2 separate regions of the Sus scrofa genome follow, and region 2 is linked to region 1. The links are chromatin contacts, called in public HiChIP or PLAC-seq maps. All regions are on one chromosome and are shown on one strand. The core of a region is the stretch at or near the end of the contact, and the rest is flanking DNA. Distances in the headings are between cores, read along the strand shown.

What was found. HiChIP or PLAC-seq counts read pairs in DNA pulled down with a chosen protein or histone mark.
Region 2: a contact with region 1 is called in an H3K27ac HiChIP or PLAC-seq map of skeletal muscle, with 5 times the contacts expected there. The contact joins the promoter of ATP2A1 here to the promoter of MYLPF in region 1. A contact is called at or near these places in 2 of 2 datasets of contacts at active chromatin or transcription factors (alveolar macrophages and skeletal muscle).

What each region holds. Positions count from the first base shown.
Region 1 is chr3:17,939,704-17,942,441 of Sscrofa11.1, reverse strand. MYLPF (myosin light chain, phosphorylatable, fast skeletal muscle) reads left to right here and starts at 1,371. Exons shown (of 7, transcript NM_001006592.1): 1 at 1,371-1,429; 2 at 2,261-2,353; 3 at 2,613-2,688. The coding sequence starts at 1,427.
Region 2 is chr3:18,546,621-18,549,358 of Sscrofa11.1, reverse strand. It overlaps ATP2A1 (ATPase sarcoplasmic/endoplasmic reticulum Ca2+ transporting 1), which reads right to left and starts at 1,366. Exons shown (of 23, transcript NM_001204393.1): 1 at 1,071-1,366; 2 at 722-739; 3 at 290-372. The coding sequence starts at 1,188.

The DNA.
Region 1 (2,738 bases), core at 122-2,621:
TCTCAGCCCTCAGCTTGGTACTGAAGACCCGCCAGTGTCTAGTGTCCAGCCAGTTCCTCTTGCCTCTGCTCAGGCCCCATCACAGTTTTGTTGAGCAAAAGACTTCTGATCTTTCACTTCTCCAGGCCTTTACCCATCCATGCCCTCTGCTTAGCATGCCTGCTCCTCCACCTTCACCTGCACCTTTTTTTTTTTTTTGCTTCTTAGGGCCACACCCAGCATGTGGAAGTTCCCAGGCTAGGGGTAGAACTGGAGCTGCAGCCACCAGCCTACACCACAGCCACAGCAACGCAGGATCCGAGCCGCATCTGTGACCTACACCACAGCTCATGGCAACACCGGATCCTTAACCCACTGAGCGAGGTCAGGGATGGAACCCGCATCCTCATGGATACGAGTCAGGTTTGTTTCCACTGCAGCACAGCAGGAACTCCTCCCCACTTTCACCTGACTCGCTTCTACTGGCCTTCATAAAGTCATTTCCTAGACAGGGCTGTGATGCCCTATCCTTCTGTCCTCCTGACCAGCTGGGTTGGGATGTCTCCATGGCTAGACTATAATTTCCACCAAGGCAGGGCTTGGATATTAATTACAAGGATGAAACTTCACTAACTGTTTCCAAATAGTGTTCACATCCCCAAGTTCTTTGGCATGGGAATTTCACCCCCATTTCATAGAAGAGGAAACCAAGGCCCAGGGAGTTGTAGTACCAAGTCCAAGGTCATAGAGCAGGTTCTCTGCTCCAGCCTGTCTAGTGCCTCCATATCTAGTGATTCTATGCCCCAAATCTTTCCTCACAAAATCCCCCCAAAAGGGGATATAGAAGAACCTTCTGATCCCCAGCTTCCCCAGACAGCTCTCACTCACCTTGAACCTCTGTCACTAGCCTCACGCATATTATACTCTTGACTGTGAACTCTGTGATGGGGGTGGGGGGAGGCTGTGTTTGCCGAATCGTACCCGTTAAGCACAGACCCATGCCTTGCAGGCTCTGGGTGTTCAGCAAAATGTCCTGGGTTTCCATGTGAGTCCACCTCAGGCAGGGGTACAGGGGCCTGTTTCCTCTCTCTCCTAGTAGTCTGTCTCAGCCTGGGCCCTCTCTGAACTCTGGCACCTTCCAGCCCCCCCCCCCCTTTGGGAGAAAGAACATCCCTTCCTGCCCAGGTCCGAGTGAGACATGCATCCCAAGATTCACTCTCTCCTCCCTCCCTCCCTGGGCTCCAGCTGCTGCCGGCCCTCCAAGAAAGGAGAGGCTCTGAGCTGGGCTATTTTGGTATCTGGGGTGGGCACCCACAGGGCTAAGGTTACCCTGGTATGTTAAGGGCTCCCTGGGGCAGGACTATATAACTCCAGAGGGACCGCCCCAGGCTGACTCTCTGCTCCTTTCCAGCCAGAGCCACTGCCTTGCCCCCAGGAGACTTAAGACATGGTGAGTGAGAACCCCCAGCCCCTGCCCAGATCCCTCAGGAACCTTATCCTTTGAAAGGAGCTGGTGCCCAGTCCAGCAAGAGGAAAAAAGATGAATCTTCCCTCCCTTGGTATCACTAATGGGAAAGGTACAGAATGATGCCCTAAAGGACCCAACCAAGGATAATCTGCCCAGACACTCCACTCTCAGGAGCCCAGTGCCCCTCAAAGCTTGATCCATACCTTCCTGCCCTCCGTCTTCTGAAAAACCCCTGCAATCAACCAGGCAAGAACACCCGCTCCTTTTTTTTTTTTTTTTCTTTGTCTTTTTAGGGCCATACCTTCAGCATATGGAGGTTCCCAGGCTAGGAGTCAAATTGGAGCTGCAGCTGCCAGCCCACACCACAGCCACAGCAATGCCAGATCCTTAACCCACCACGCAAGGCCAGGGATCAAACCCTCGACCTCATGGATACTAGTCAGGTTCATTACTGCTGAGCCACAATGGGAACTCCCTTCACTCCCATTTCGTAAATGAGAAACTAGAGGTTTAAACAGGGTGATGAGTGAATCTGGGTCACACAGCAAGTCTAGGACTTGGATGAGCCAGGCTCCGGGCACCGAGAAGGGGAGGGACCTCCCACCTGTTGGGTAGAGTGGAAGGCTATGAATAGGAATTTGAGGCTACAACTGAAGCAATTCCCCTCAGCAGAGAGGTCGTAGGAAGGGGATGCCTGGAGCCAGAAGAGTTACTTTAAAAGAGTGGACTCGGAGAACGCTGAATCTAATCCATTGCCTCCAGAGAGGGGTAAGGATTGTCCACAAACTCCTTTGTCCGATCCTCATCCCTCAGGCACCCAAGAAGGCCAAGAGAAGGGCAGCGGCAGAAGGAAGCTCCAACGTCTTCTCCATGTTCGATCAGACTCAGATCCAGGAGTTCAAGGAGGTGAGTGCGGGGAGAAGGGAGACTGGAGGCTGACCAAAGGCACCCACTGCTACTCTGCCCCCCGCCCCCCAACCCCCACCCCCTGGAATGTGCACCTGTTTAGGGGGAGGGGGAGGGTTTAGAATTCCTTGCTCTCTGCCCTGCTTGGCGTCTGAGGAGGACGGCTGGCTGGGGGCCAGAGTCTTGGAATCTGATCTGCCTGGAGTAAGGATGCTGAAGCCTGTCCATGCGGGACCTAACCTCTCCCTGCCCTCCACAGGCCTTCACAGTAATTGACCAGAACCGTGATGGCATTATTGACAAGGAAGACCTTCGGGACACCTTCGCAGCCATGGGTGAGCCCCCAACGCCCCCAGTAAAGATTCAAGGCTGCAGAGTCCTGGGA
Region 2 (2,738 bases), core at 117-2,616, 610 kb before region 1:
GGGGTAACCCGAGACCTCGGAGCCCTTGAAGCTCCGGGGGCGGCTTAGCTTCAATGTTTTGGCTGAGAACACCCTAAAGCTTAAAATAAAACCTGCCTGTGGGGTGTGGGGGAGGACAGAGGAATATGCAAATCAGCGTCACCCCACCTCTCTCGGTTCTGGTCTGGAGAATAGGATGCTGAAGGCTCGGACTAGAGGAACCCATGATTTGGAGCCGGTCGCCAGCAGACTCTCCAGATCCCCCCAACCCACAGCCCCAGCCAGCCCCCAGAGGCCCTCCCACACTTACAAAGGAAATGCAGGCGGCCAGGAGAAGGATCCGCACTAGGAGGTCTTCAAACTGCTCTATCACCAGCTCCCACAGGGACTTCCCTGGGGGAAGAAGCAAGGGGAGGGAGCCCTCGGGGTTAAGGTCTAACAGATGACCGGCTGGGACTCTGGGTGCAGGCTGGGATCCAGCCTGGAGCAGAAAGGGTCTGTGGTGATGGGCAGGCCATTTGATGCTGAGAAAAGGGCTGAGGGAACAGGCCAGGAGTCCAAAAACAGGCTCCTCCAAGGAGTGGGCAGTTGTTCAAGGGCTGGATGCCTCAAGGAGAAAGTGCCCGGAAACTTCTGCCCCGGGCCAGGCTCTAACCTTTGGGGAGGAACATTTGTCCCAGGAGTCAGAAGGAGAGGGCAGGAAGAAGGGAGTGGGGCACAGAGGGGAAGAGGTGGAACTTACCTTCCTCAGCAGGGAGCTCTGCCCAGAGAGAAAGAAGAAAAGGACACATTCATTTGGCATTCAGTGCAATGCCGCCCGCACCCAGGACTTTGTGGCTAAGGTAAGAGAATCAGGCCACCAAAAGGGCAGCTGAGGTTCACCAAGGTTATCCATAGAACTTCTCCAATCTCTGGGTCTCAGGGACCCTGTTTTCTCAGTATCCTCCCCTCCCCTGCAGTCATTGGTCCATGACCTGTCTCCTCCCTAGGATCCCCTGGAGCGCAAGGCCCTGGTGTGTGAGTGTGAGTCCATGTGTGTGTTGTGCAGATGCGGGAGGGCACGACCGGCCTCTCCTGCAAGGGACACTTACCATTGTGGCCGTATTTCTCCAGATGCCGCTTAACTTGGTCCGGGGTGAGGCCTGTGGTCTCGCTCACCCCAAAATAGGCCAAACATTCTTCTGTGGTCTTGGAGTGTGCAGCCTCCATGGTGCTCCCTTCCTGGGGGCCAGGGGGCGGTCTGTTCCTTCTGGGGGGGTTTCCTCACGCGTGGGGGGCCTTCCTCAGTGTGTCCACCTGCCTGTCCGTCTGGGTTTCTTCCTCTCTCTCTCCTACCCCCCCCAGCTTATTCTTCCCTCCACGAAGCTCTGACCCCAGTCCCACTTGCAGCAGCCGGCCACCCCCCCCAGCCCCCAGCTGGTCCTTATGAGGGAGTGGGGGGGGCAGGCTCCCCCCTCCCCCAGATCAGGGATTGGCTGGCTGAGACTCCAGCAGGAGGGGTCAGAAGAGAGAGATATTTCTGCTGACAGAGGGGGAACAGTGGGGCTGCAGCCTGAGATGTCACTCATGAGGGAAGCTAAGGTGGCCCCAGCCCCAGGGAAGGGGGGGGGTAGGGAGAGACTTCGCTTTCTGTCTTCAGGGGTGAGCCCTCCTGAAATTGCCTCGACTTCTTCAGCTGCACTGAACTTCCTATTCCAACCTCCCCCTCTCCCCTTCTTAAGGCCACGTCTCCTCTCAGGCCTTCATCTCTCATTTTCCTGCGCTCCCTCCTTCAACCCCCCACCCCCACCCCGCTGCCTCATCCTCTCTGAACCTGTTCCTACAGCCACAGTCTCCTCCTTCCTTAGTTTGTGGAAAAGGCAGCAGAGATACTCCAACCCTCCAGGACTTGAAAAGAGGGAGAACATCCTTTGGGGGTGAGAGGAAGTGGCTCTAGAGGGACCAGGGGAAGGAAGGAGGGGAGAGGGTCAGGGGACAGGGCAGAAGATGGTAACCCTACCCTAGGGAGGGCTTGCTGCAGCCATCAACAAGGGATTTAGTGTCCAGGCCCTGGTGACCAAAGCCAGGACGGCCTGTCTCTCCCCCAACCCCCCCCCCACGCCCCATTGCTCTAAGTCAGCCTCTGGGAACGGAGCCTTTGGGCCCCCCCATCCCTGACAGGGAATCCCCCCCCTACCAAGAAAATGGGATACCCAGACAGCCGGGTAATCCAAGAGCCTACAGAATGTGCTGATGGCAGAGGGGGAGGGATCAATGTTTCCGAATGGGGGCAGGGGTCACCCTAAGTCACAGAATGAGGGTCACCTCATCCCACCCCAGGCAGTCTTTGAAATGCGGGGTTTACGTGGCAGACCCCAGGTGGCGTAGCTGTGCTAGCAGACAGCGAGCGAGGACCAGCGCTGCATGCTCAGGTGCTGGGCACACCCCGTGGGCAGAGGCCGGAGGAAAGGGGCATCATGGCAAGGGGCCCCTGGGGGAGGGGGTAAAGCAGAGGCTCCAGACTAGAGGAATGGCCGGCAGGCAGATTGATGGGGACAGGTCTAGGGGAAATAAGGACAGACAGAGCAGGGGGCAGAGAGACGGGGCCGCGAGGGTCAGAGGGAAGTCTGAGGAGCGGTGGGGAAAAGGGACGGCAGGGAGCTGGCATGTGGCAGCCAGGTGGGTGGGGGCCCAGGGCTGGGTGCAAAGCCACAAGTTGTTGCTGAACGGCTGGCCTGGGTATCAGCTTCCTCGGAGAAGCAGCTGCTCTAACGCCAGCC